2 separate regions of the Triticum aestivum genome follow, and region 1 is linked to region 2. The links are chromatin contacts, called in public Hi-C maps. All regions are on one chromosome and are shown on one strand. Each heading gives the region's core, a stretch centred on a gene start, on an enhancer-like site or on the middle of the called end of the contact. The rest is flanking DNA. Distances are from core to core; before and after follow the strand shown.

The links. A called contact is a pair of places that touch in the nucleus more often than the background predicts.
Region 1: a Hi-C map of leaf shows a contact between it and region 2, with 4 times the contacts expected there. The contact joins the promoter of LOC123110832 here to the enhancer-like site in region 2. A contact is called at or near these places in 2 of 5 Hi-C or Micro-C datasets (both in leaf).

Annotation. Positions count from the first base shown.
Region 1 is chr5B:137,684,450-137,690,785 of IWGSC CS RefSeq v2.1, forward strand. It overlaps LOC123110832 (mitochondrial substrate carrier family protein ucpB), which reads left to right and starts at 3,942. Exons shown (of 8, transcript XM_044531453.1): 1 at 3,942-4,091; 2 at 5,262-5,323; 3 at 5,403-5,639; 4 at 5,716-5,880; 5 at 5,981-6,030; 6 at 6,112-6,244. The coding sequence starts at 3,968. It overlaps TRNAP-AGG (transfer RNA proline (anticodon AGG)), which reads right to left and starts at 3,702; the gene lies at 3,631-3,702. It overlaps LOC123110831 (bifunctional 3-dehydroquinate dehydratase/shikimate dehydrogenase, chloroplastic), which reads left to right. Exons shown (of 12, transcript XR_006453720.1): 6 at 1-38; 7 at 123-263; 8 at 423-571; 9 at 663-825; 10 at 920-1,021; 11 at 1,113-1,178; 12 at 1,274-1,609.
Region 2 is chr5B:137,315,994-137,322,344 of IWGSC CS RefSeq v2.1, forward strand. No RefSeq gene overlaps it. Among protein-coding and RNA genes, the nearest start is that of LOC123114703, 8.0 kb to the left of the region's middle. Within about 2 kb of position 1,623, at least 3 of the 8 cell types and tissues checked have an H3K27ac peak or open chromatin away from gene starts, as enhancers often do. A contact at or near this core is called in leaf, where this site is marked.

The DNA.
Region 1 (6,336 bases), core at 2,692-5,191, 370 kb after region 2:
TGTCGGTGCAATTTCTGCTATTGAAGATGGAATAAGAGGTTTCTACATGCCACTATATATTGAACCATTGTATTATTGCTGATCAGTATTTCCATTTAAGTGTGTGTTAAACAAATTGGCAGCAACACAACCAACGCATTCTACCACGTCACCACTGGCTGGAAGGCTTTTCGTTGTTATTGGGGCTGGTGGTGCAGGGAAAGCACTTGCTTACGGTGCAAAAGAGAAGGGAGCAAGGGTTGTAATAGCAAACCGCACTTTCGGTATGCATTTGCTCTAGATCCTGCGCTATCGATATTGATCATTTTCCATATTGTATCCTTACCCCGCTTCATCTTTTAGGCAGCTATACAGTTTGTCGTTACATTTGAATTATTCAGAGTGTGTTGTATCTCAAACGTAACCTTCATTGTACTTTGCAGCACGTGCTCAAGAACTTGGTAACTTAATCGGTGGGCCTGCTTTGACTCTCACGGAGTTAGAAAACTACCATCCGGAGGAAGGGATGATTCTTGCAAACACAACAGCAATAGGAATGCATCCAAATGTCAATGAAACTCCTCTATCCAAGGTTTAAATCTCCTTGTTTTTCTAGTCTGAATTACAATGTAATATTTTCTGCATTTCTAGTTTCATATAATAATAATAATATAATTTTGCAGCAAGCGCTTAAATCTTATGCTGTTGTCTTCGATGCGGTCTACACACCGAAAGAGACAAGACTTCTTAGGGAAGCTGCAGAATGTGGAGCCACAGTTGTTAGCGGTTTGGAGATGTTCATAAGGCAAGCAATGGGTCAATTTGAGCATTTCACGGGCATGCCAGGTAAAAAAATTATGCTTATATTTTTGTGTGCTTGCCCATGAGTTCGTGTGGGGTAGTAAGTCTTACATCGTTTCTCCTATGGCTCGTCATACAGCTCCAGATAGCTTGATGCGTGATATTGTTCTGAGAAAGACCTAATAAGGTTTGTTCAAAATGCATCCTTCCCTTACATAGGACTGTCTGGAAAACTACTTAGGTGCCACTATCTTTGCACGTTTCCCAGGTTTCAGTTTTCACGTTTATTCATGGTAGAATCATAATGTTTCTATTTTCCTTCTGTTTTCAAGGTTGTGTGAATTACTAAAATGTGTTGGATATCTGAATGAGGTGGCGATACATTGTCTGGAGATAAAGTCAGTGTGGCGGTGTGGCCATAATATCTGCAATTTTATTTCTATGGATGCCTAATGGATGGTAAATTTCGATATAACTCAGTCTTTGTTTTCAGCGGTTGATGGTAAATTCCGAGCGCTGGCAAATTCTTTGGACAACCCTAGTGCCGTGAAGGGAAACAGGAGCACATCACTCAAACCTCGCTTGTGACAGACAAACCCATGTCTGCGGGTTTTCGTATAAGTTTTTGGATTTGGAATCAGCAATCAGTTTGAGTAGATTGTGAGATGGCCTCGCTTGAAAATTTGCATTGTATAGCCCAAATAGTATATTTGTTTGCCAAAAGTTAGTGCATCAGAAAACAGGAAGGAGGCTTTGCTTCCCAGATTTTATGAGTTTTGTAGGATACTAGTAATAATGATAAATTAATATACACCTGTGGAATCAAGCATGGCATGTTCCTTTCTCCGATCAGATTTGCTCCCCCTTCGCGGTTGAAGAGCCTGTTAGCAGATGTACTGTTTTCTCACCGAAGGGAACTATACAGTTAAACGAGTCAGTCAAGTTCCATCAGTACTACCTCCGTCTAGGTGGATAAATCATTCGCGTAGTTCTAGGTCATCGATTTGAGAAATTAAATATGTGTTATATGTCATGAAAAGTATCACTAGATTTCTACGCAGATGTAGTTTCTAAATATATTTTTTTGTCACATATAATACATATTTAGATAGTTAAATCGTCGACCTAGAACTACGCAAATGATTTATTCACCGAGACGGAGGTAGTCGAATAAAGCTAGCCATGATGGCCTTTTCTTGCAAAAAAAAAGGTTCCATCGGTAGAAGGAAAAATGAAAGAAGCCAATGCATATCAAAAAGCAATTTTCCTTGCAAAAAAGAAATCCAAAATAAAAACACCAAATCAAATGGGCACAAATGAGTCCCATCCATAAGAAGATGTTGGCTGGCGCAATATTAAGGGAAACGCTTACCTTTAGCTGATTGATAGCGTGCGAGCGCCTGTCGCCTCTGTGTCCGTCGGATTGACTCTTCATCATACGGTCGAGAGCAAACCGCTCTGTGTTCATGTTTTCTGCAACTGAGCCTTTGTTTCAGAAAAGAGAGTTTGCAACTCGCCACCAAAGAGGGGTTAGATCCTGCAGAGGCGGGGACTCGTGCGGCTGGGAGGGCGACGACAGCGAGGATTCTAGCTGGATCTCATTGGATCCGACGAGGATGGCGTGCTGGGACGTTCGGGAGCGGCGGGGACCGAGACTCGCGCGGCTGGGAGGGTGAGGGCGGCGAGGTTTCCAGCCGGATCCGATGAGGATGGTGCGCGGGCAGGAGGCGGGGACGTCTACGACCGGCGGTGGCTCAGCTCAGCGAGGTCCGGCGGGGGTGGGGGCAAGCTTCACAGCAAGGACCCGTGACGGCAGCAGCGCATGGCGCTCCTACAGTAAGAGACAGACAAAGATGAAAAAACAGAAGAAAGAGGAGGATGGCGGTGAGGCTACATGGTCGGAGGTATGGAGCTTGCCGGCGGCGGCGCCGATCCTCCGTCACCACCATCTAGCAGACTTCGTGGCGAACACAATGGCACTTTTTTTTGCAACTTCCTCTCCGTTGCAAGATTTTCTGTAACATCAATCATGTCACAAAACATTCTTCCATAAACATCGTACAAAGATGAAGACAAAAAAATTATGCAACATTACCATTGTTGCAAAGTTTTTCTGCAACAAGACATATGTTGCAAAGATTTATGTAACGAGACATTGGTTCAAAAAGAATCTGCAACAACAACTATATTGCAGTGGTGAAAGACACCGCTCTAGCGCACGATTGTGTCGTATCAAACGGCTTGCAAGGCAACAAATCCTTTTAGAAGATCTACCGACCAACGCGTAGCACGGCCCATTATTAAACAAAAGAGATGGTTGAAAATAGATACTATACTAATGTAAAAAACGTTCTTGTATTTTGGGACGGAGGGAGTATAATACATGTAAAGAAGAAAAAATCGGGGCATTCCGAGAACACAATGGCACTTTTTTTTGCAACTTCCTCTCCGTTGCAAGATTTTCTGTAACATCAATCATGTCACAAAACATTCTTCCATAAACATCGTACAAAGATGAAGACAAAAAAATTATGCAACATTACCATTGTTGCAAAGTTTTTCTGCAACAAGACATATGTTGCAAAGATTTATGTAACGAGACATTGGTTCAAAAAGAATCTGCAACAACAACTATATTGCAGTGGTGAAAGACACCGCTCTAGCGCACGATTGTGTCGTATCAAACGGCTCGCAAGGCAACAAATCCTTTTAGAAGATCTACCGACCAACGCGTAGCACGGCCCATTATTAAACAAAAGAGATGGTTGAAAATAGATACTATACTAATGTAAAAAACGTTCTTGTATTTTGGGACGGAGGGAGTATAATACATGTAAAGAAGAAAAAATCGGGGCATTCCGAGAATTGAACTCGGGACCTCTCGCACCCTAAGCGAGAATCATACCACTAGACCAAATGCCCTTTGTTGATGCTAACAGAAAGGAATCTTCTACATCTTTATCACAGACCGATTGCACAATCTAATTGTCGCCCTGTGGTGATTCAGGCGATAGTTCTTCCGCTCTCCCCCACGAGAACCGGAGCAGGAATTGCAAGAAGAATATATACCCGATTCCCTCCGTCCCGAGCTCAAATCTTGTTTCCCTCCGTCATCTGCTTGATCGCTTCGTCTCCCTCGTTTTTCCGTCCCGCGCGACTAGGCCAGGGGGATCCGGCGCGGAGAGGAATGGCATCGCCGATGTCCGGAGACGCACGCACGCCGCCCCGGGGCGCGGCGCCTTACGCTCTGTACCAGTTCGGCACCAGCGGCGCCGCGGTCGCCGTCGCCACCGCCGTCACGCATCTGCTCGGTCAGCCAATTGCTCCTGCACGCTACTTTGTTAACTAACAGTATTATATATTGGGTTGGGTTTGATGGGGAGAACAGATTTGCTAGTACCATGTTCTAGCCTTGCGGTAATCTGTCATAGTTCAGGGCTTCAGGCTTAGTTTTACTTGCGTCCATCAGTTCTAAACATTGCTGGCTGAGAAGCCGGGCGACAGATTCTACCGTTCGCCACCGCCTCTTCAAAAGAAAGGAGATGACCAAGGCCGGTTCCTTGACAAGTTGAAAGGATGAGGCAAAATGCCGGGTGATGCCGTGTGCTCGCCACATAACATCAAGAGAGCAGGCCTCTGTCTCCATTGAGCCGCAGTGCCGTGCAGAGTCGAGATGCGCCTTTTTGTGCCCTAAGACCTTGTAAACTCTTCTATTGTGTCAACGAAAAATTAGCAGCTCTTTCCAAAGAAAAGCACATCTGATTTGCAATGAATAGGTATGTGTGGTGGAACTGGAAACTATGTTTAAGTAGATAGAAGCTTGGGATATATTCCCTGTAGGAAATAACCGTGTCAGTAAAACAACAGATTTTTTTTTATTGAATTAGGTTAAGGTATAGTTCTCCCAGCACAACAGGCTGTGTTGAAAAGTGTCATCCATCATAGCACATGATAAGCTGTGCTTTGGGAATATCTGTTCTCATGCATGATGGTCTATATGTTGATATAAATGAGACGTGTATTTGAATGGAATGCATGTATTATATGCTGTCTATGCTTATTACTTCTCCTAATCAGTGCATTTATTTTAAATTCTTGGCTTGGTGTATTTCCCCATTCAAACATTTAGTAGGGTTTGATACCAAAAAAACAGAGTGCGACAAATGAGCCTTTTTGTCGGGATCATAGTGGATAATGGTTAACATCAGCAAACAAAAGGGGACATATGGATGTGGAGCCAAAGCAAATTAAACATATATTGGTTTGACCGAAACTAAGGAGGTCGCATGGTCCAGATTTGTTGTGAATTTTCGGAGATATTTGTCAAGTAGCACCTGGACTGTAAATTGATAACAGTGAATTGTTTAGTGATATACTGCTAAATGATAACGCTGTAAAAGGATGGCCACTCTTTTATGTATATTTGTTTCTCCAAGAAATAAGAAACCCTTTATATATGTACCATCGTTTTCATCTTGCAGACGTTATCAAAATTAGACTCCAAATGCAGCTTGCTGGGCAAAGAGGAAACTTAGTTGGAATGGTAAGCACAGCCTCAGGTGTCGCATCATCTATGTATCACCTATTAATGCTAAATTTAATAGTTTTAGTGAACCTATCAGGGGGCAATATTTACACAAATGGTAGAAAGGGAAGGGCCTCGATCACTCTATCTGGGATTTGCACCAGCATTGACTAGATCCCTCATCTATGGTGGCCTTCGATTAGGATTGTATGAGCCCTGCAAACATGTCTGCAGCTATGCATTTGGTTCAACAAACTTTGCTTTTAAATTTGCATCCGGAGTAGTTGCTGGTGCCCTAGCAACTGCATTGACAAATCCGATGGAGGTTTTAAAGGTACGGTATCGTGATACTTAATTCAAAGTATGAAATAGTTTTATGGACTTGATCTTGATCTGGGCACATCCTATAGGTGAGGTCACAGATGAGTACAAGCAGAACTAGTACAATTGGAGTGATGAGGGAAATTGTATCAGAGGAAGGAGTCAAAGCGCTTTGGAAAGGAGTTGGCCCAGCTATGGTGAGAGCAGGCTGCCTCACGGCATCACAAATGGCAACTTATGATGAGGCCAAACAGGTATGCACTTTTTTTTGTTGTCTTTTGATCGAAAGGAATGAAATTGTCGCATGTACTACTAATTGAGCCACCACTGAAGTTTCTTCTTTATTTACTTTAGGTCTTGCTGATGTGGACACCACTTGAAGAAGGTTTTCAATTACATCTCATGTACTGTGAAATTTATCCTGCATTTTGATGCCTATACTTGGATGAAATATGTTGATAGCTATTTTTCTGTGTGGCTGGAAGGTCGAGCTGCATCGCTGGAACGGCTGGTACACTTGTGACTGCACCTATTGACATGATCAAAACAAGGCTAATGCTGCAACGGGAGTCCAAAGGTGCCAGAGTATACAGGAATGGTTTCCACTGTGCTTACCAGGTGTTAATCTTCATCCTTAGCTGTGAATTTGTATTTTGAAGTGTGCGTCCGTGAATGAAATTGGAAAACTTTGGTAAATAATACTCCCTCAG
Region 2 (6,351 bases), core at 373-2,872:
CCAACAATGTGACAACGTAAATGGCCTCCTGTCAATTTGTTGGTACAATGTCACCGCCAAGCTCAACTATCAAATGAACCACAGATCAACATATTTCAACATATAAAGCAAGAAAACAAACATGATGATCAATGTAAAGTGGCGAAAATCGAATGGCTTCCGACTCCCAATGCACTTGGATTTTTTATTTGTTTTTTAAAAGTACACAAATTGTGTACCATAGCTTTATAGAAGAGAGAATTTCAAGTACAAAATAACTACAACTCATTGCGAACAACAAGTATAGCGCACACTCCACACCTGGCTAGTCCAAAGATAGCCACCACGACAAAACAACTACAACGCAAAAGAGCCTGACCAAAACAGAAGAACCATGCCACGTCTCAACCTACGCCGGTCACCTCCGAAGAACCGTAGCTCCTGCCAAGCTTCCCTTGTCGACGCTCCATCCACCCTTTATGCCTAAAGGAGGTGGCAAGTGTATGGTGGGACTCGATCAGACCGGAGAAAGGCGCAGTCTTGGAATCACTAGCGACGACCGTACATTGTGCCGCAGAAGATCCATCATGGACAGCGGCGAACACCGGAGGAGCACAATGAAGGACCTCCAGACCGTGTCCCCAGACACGATGCTCCCAACAGAGGGACGACGTCGAGGACGCGCCATCGTGCCGACCCTGCACAGAATCAAGGCTTTCGCCCGGAGACAACAACCCAACACCAAGCGAGGAAGATAGCAACACCTCAGCGACGCCTCCAAGAAGGGGAATGACATCCGCGGAAGACATCGCCGCCGGCCCGGCAACCGGGCAGGATTTTCATCTGTATCGCCGCATATCTCCGCACCTCCAAGGCCCGGGGCAGCACCGTCCTTGTAGCCTCACACCGCCGCCAACGCAGCACCTCGCCGTCGAAGCTGCACAACTGTGGTTCATCGACACCACACACAGCAGAGAGAACGCGGCCCAATCATCCACCATCAACCCGGCCAGCAGCCTCCCGGCACCTCGGGCATGGACCAGGATCACCGCGATAGAATCACCCGCTCCAGGGGACACCCACGCTACGACCCTAGCCCCAGGCCCAGATCGAACCTGAGCAGAGGCACAGATCTGACCCGCCCTCCACGCTCCACTCGGACGCCAGCATCGCCGGGAGGGCACCAACGCACGCCCCAGCTAGGAGGAGGTCGGCCGCCCACTACTCGCCAGGAGCTCCTTCCTGACCGAGCCTTCATAGCGCCACCGCCTCCAAGGCCGAGATCTCGCGCCGCTGCCTCCAAGTTGCGTTGACGCGCCGCCCTGCTCCACTGTCGTGCTGCCAGCCTCACCAAAGCCCACCTCTCCTCCACGATCCCCGCCGTGCGCCGGCGAAGCCCGACGAGACTCGTGCCGCCGGACACCCACCACCAACGCCTCCCCGGGGACGACCCGCCTCCGCGCGAAAGTGCACGTCAGGGAGCGCCTCCATCACTCGTCGGGCGTGGCCGCCACCGCCGGCGCCGGCAGCGGCAGCGGCCGGGGGAGGGAGATCGGGCCGCCTGAAGGATAGGGTTTGGGGTCCTCCGAAGCCGCTCGCACGAGCGGCCCGGGAGGAGAGGGAAAATGTCGATTTTTTATTTGTCACTTGCGTATGTGGACCCCAAAAAATGTTGACTCATTCTTGCATGGCATACCATCTACAGTATGAGCGAGCGTGGTCTCATTGTGGTCGCTTGCGATTTGATGAACTCATGGTAGTAGTCGTGATTTTTCTTCCAATATTTAGAACTCTTTTGCTCCGTTTCACATATTGGATCCATCTCATCTCACATGCAAACAAGTCGTGCAAAACAACATATCTTCCTTCCAGGTGTATGCACTTCCTCACTTCGCCACCTTCTTGGTTTGAGATGGTTGCCTAACATCATACATTGGCGTATTTTTATTACCATTGTGAAATATTGGAGGTACTTGGCCATTGTTGATCATACCCATCATCAATTCATCCTAAATATGCATCACAATACCCATTGCAACACAAAACGTTCACATCGATCCTAAATATGCATACCTACTCAAGAGCATCACCTCATTTCTGCTTGGGGGGGGGGGGGGGGTGCACATATCGTCATATAGCCGCCTCCCATCATCCAACTGAAGCCTTGGTGCATGCCCCACCCTTTCGACAAAACCAAGGATGACGACATGGGAAACCACCAGAGCCATCCGACAGGACCGATAGAAAAGGTGTGGCGTTGGCTGTGGTGGGGGCGGACACACAGGGGAGAAATAGACTATGCCCTTGGAGATGCCCTTGTGTGTTTGACAAAATTGTCAGTTGTTAGCACTTATGACCATCATTGGTATGCCAGAAGCCATGTAGAATTGGCATTTTTTTAGTTTCCTATCTGGGGACGTGAAGCGCCCCCAACCCCCCGAGTCGCTCCCCAGGCGACTCCGGGGGCGCAACCGCGCCGCCGCCTAGAAGCCCTCCCTCCGGTGCTCCCTCTCCGCCGCTGCCGCCGGCATCTGCGCCGCGGTGGCGGCGGGCCCCCGCTGCCAAACGGCGCCGGGGTGTCACATCCCTAGTTCTGGTATGACCTAGACTAGCTAGTCATTTGTGCATCATGTTTAAATTTCATTTAAATTTGAAATGAGGATTGGTGGAACCCTCAGAATCATTTTGAAAATGACTCAAATAAAAATTTCTCCAAAAGGGTCCAAGAAAAATGCTCATGTTGCTCTCTGAAAATATTGGACAGAGATAAAAATCAAACCAATATTTTTAGGAGCTTATGGATATTTAATTTTGGCCATTTAGATTAATCCGATAATTATTTGCCTTGGATATATATTGTTATATATATAAAATATGGTCCAAAAACTATGCCATTTATTAAGGAGCTCTGGAATAATATAATTAGCTCCTGCAAAAATTGGCATAGAGTAATAAATTAATTTAGTATTATTACTAAATCAAAACAAAATGTCAGAGAAATTAGAAAACAGAAAAACAGAAAAAAAAAACCTTACCTGGGCTTCTTACCTGGCGCCTCTGGGCCAGCAAGCCAGCCCAGCCCACCACCGCCGTCGTCCTCCTGGCGCCAGTCGGCCAGGCGTGTGGCCGACGCGCGCGCGCGGGCGGAGCACCACGCCACCAGCTCGCCTGCCTGCCTACCCTGCCAACGCGACGCCGCGACGCTTCTTCTCGGTGCCGCCCCGATCCCCTGGCCTCACCCCCCTCTCTCCCGTGCTTTTCCCCTTCTCCCTCTCTCTCACCCGAAGCACCACCGCCGCCGCAGCTCACCACCGACGCGCTCCCCGCCGTCCCCTCGCCCCTCCGTAGAGTCCACGAGCTCCGCCACGACCCCGTCCACCTCCTCGTCGAGCCACGCACCTCCGGACGGCCTCCATCATCGCCACCCTCGTCGTCTTCATCGCCGGCTGTCCGAGATCGCCGACGACGCTCCGGCCGCACCAGTGCTTCCCCGAGCCCACTGACGCCTTCGCTGGATCCACCGTGAGCATCGCCACCGTTCCCCTCTCTTCTCCCCCTCGTCTCCGCGCCGTAGCTCCGTTCCCCACCATGGCCGAAGCCATCGCCGCCGCAGCTCCTCGCCGTCGTGGCCACAGCCGCTGCAGGCCGCAGCCAAGCTCGCCGTTGCACTCAGTGCACTCTGGCGAGTCGCGCGGACCCGCTCGCAGCCTCCCTAGTGCCCTGCAGCGCCTAACCCGCATAGACCGAACTCCGGCAGCCACAGCCGAGCTCGCCGCCGTCGACTCCGGCCATCCCAGGCCCAGCCACGGCCACCGGCCGACGCGCCATCGAGCTGGCTTTCCAACGCACCTAGCCGCGCGCCATTTGGAGCACCACAGAGGAAACCCGGGGCACAAGTACGCCGCGGACCTCGCCGGCGACTAACCGCCGGCGGGTTTGACTTGTTCGACCTGGGGTTTGACCCCCCCAGGGTCACTGACGCGTGGGCCCCGTCGGCCAGGTGATTAGCTTAGTGCTAATCACCGTTAACTAACCCCCCTGACACTGACAGTGGGCCCCAGCGCCACTAACCTTTTTAATTAAGTTAATCTAACCCTGTTTAACCCCCTGACACTGACGTGTGGACCCCACACGTCAGGTTTGACCCTAGCCAGCCGCAGTTGACCTGCTGACGTCATGCTTACTCAATGCTGACGCAATAATATGATTTCTGGATTTAAATTAAATCAGGAAATTCCAGAAATTGATTTAAACTTCAAAAATTCATATCAATTCAACCGTAGCTCAGATTAAAATAATTTATATATGAAAAATTATCAGAAAAATGCAATCTTTCCATCTGTACTAGTTTCATGCATGACAAACCAACTTATACTTGCTGTATAGGTGAAAACACATTATGGCATATATAGGAGCTTAATTTGGAGATGCATTTGAACCTTTGGTTCAAATGGACTTCAAACCAAATGGATACCAGTTGCATTAGCTCAAACAACATCACATCTTCATGCCATGTTCATGCATCATATTGTTGCATATGTTTGTGTATTGATTGCCGACACTGTTCCTTCTCGATAGGTCCTGCTCTGGAGTCCGTTCTAGAGTGCCTGTCTATGAAGCAGTGCCTCCCTTGTTGATCTACCAGGCAAGCAAACCCCTTTGTTCATTCCGATAAAATCCTACTCTCTCGCTCCTGCTCTCGGTTATTGCATTAGGACAACAACGATTCTTCTGCTACTTTGTGCTGCGGTAGTTGAACCCATTCCTCTGCATGACCTGTCATTGTCACGGTAAATAGTTGAAACCCACTAGCATGTGTAGGAGTTGATTGAAGCCATTGTTGTGTTCCTACCATGCTATGCCTGCTATTGCTTAGAGTTGTGTCAGGTCTGATTCATTGGGAATGAATTGGAGTGTTACGATATGTTCTGGTGCTGAGAGTTAAGTGTGTGAACACGATTTGGTAAAGGTAGCGGTGAGAGGCCATGTAGGAGTACATGGTGGGTTGTCTCACTGGAACCGTCCTTAAGCACTGAGTTCTATGTATGCTGTCCAATGACTCGATACTACCACACATTGGGATCCTTAATTGACTCTCTCGACTTATTAACCAACTTGATCTCTGTCCAGGAGTCGCAACTAGTTTCTGGTGTTTGTAGGTAGTGTTAGTAGTCTACCAAGTGGCACCCGGCCAGGTGGGCTTGGGACAGACTAGGCACAAGTGGCACGGTGTACCAAGCATAGATCCATCCGGCGAGGTGGGCTTGGGAACCCTGCACACATCGTTTGGGGCCGCGAGTGAAACCCCGGCCGGATCTCCTTGCGGATGGAACCCGAATAGGCGATAAACCTGGATAGAGTCTTGTGTGGTTAGTCAGGTCGTGGCCGACACCCTCGCCAGGCTTCCGCTTGAAGGTTGCCGAGATACATGACGTGTACATGGCGGTAAGTGGCGAGAGCGTGTGTGAAGAAGTACACCCCTGCAGGGTTAACATGATCTATTCGAATAGCCGGGTCCGCGGTTATGGACTTCTTGGATGCTTACATGGTACATAGACAACTTGAAGTGGATACCCTAAAATGCTCAAGACAAGTGTGAGTGCTATGGATGGCCTTCTCGTAGGGAGACGGGGATGAATCCATAGTAGTGTATTGTGTGGTGATTAGTGGACTCGTGTACGTTGTCTCACCGCAAGATTTTCTGGTAGTCGTAGAACAGGATAGCCACAGAGTCAAAGCTGGCTTGCTGCAACTAAACCCCACATTACCCTCTTGATACAAATGCATGTATGATAGGATCTGATGTAAGTCTTGTTGAGTACATTTGTACTCATGTTGCTTTATTTATGTTTTTGCAGCGGAGACTTCGGTCTTATTAGTGCTCTCGTGGACTTCGACTAGTAGCTAGTACCTCAGCTACGATCTTGATCGGACGTTGTAGATAGTCAGGCTTTCAGCCTTTTTCATTTATAGATGTCTGTACTCAGACATGTAATGCTTCCGTTTGTTGCTTGATTGCTCTGACTGTTGGGTCATGTGACCCCTGTTTGTAATAATGCTATGATGGCTCTTCTGAGCCTTTATCTATATGATTGTTGAGTTATGCTGTGATGCCATGTTGTACAGCACATACTTGCATGTTATGCGTACGTGTAATGTGTATTGCTATGTGTGGGATCTGACTATCTAGTTGTTTATTCTTAGTAGCCTCTCTTACCGGGAAATGTCTCCTAGTGCTTCCACTGAGCCCTGGTAGCTTGCTACTGCTCCGGAACACTTAGGCCGGCCGGCATGTGTCCTTCTTCGTTCCTGTGTCTGTCCCTTCGGGCAAATGTCACGTGATGAATACCGGAGTCCTGCTAGCCCGCTACA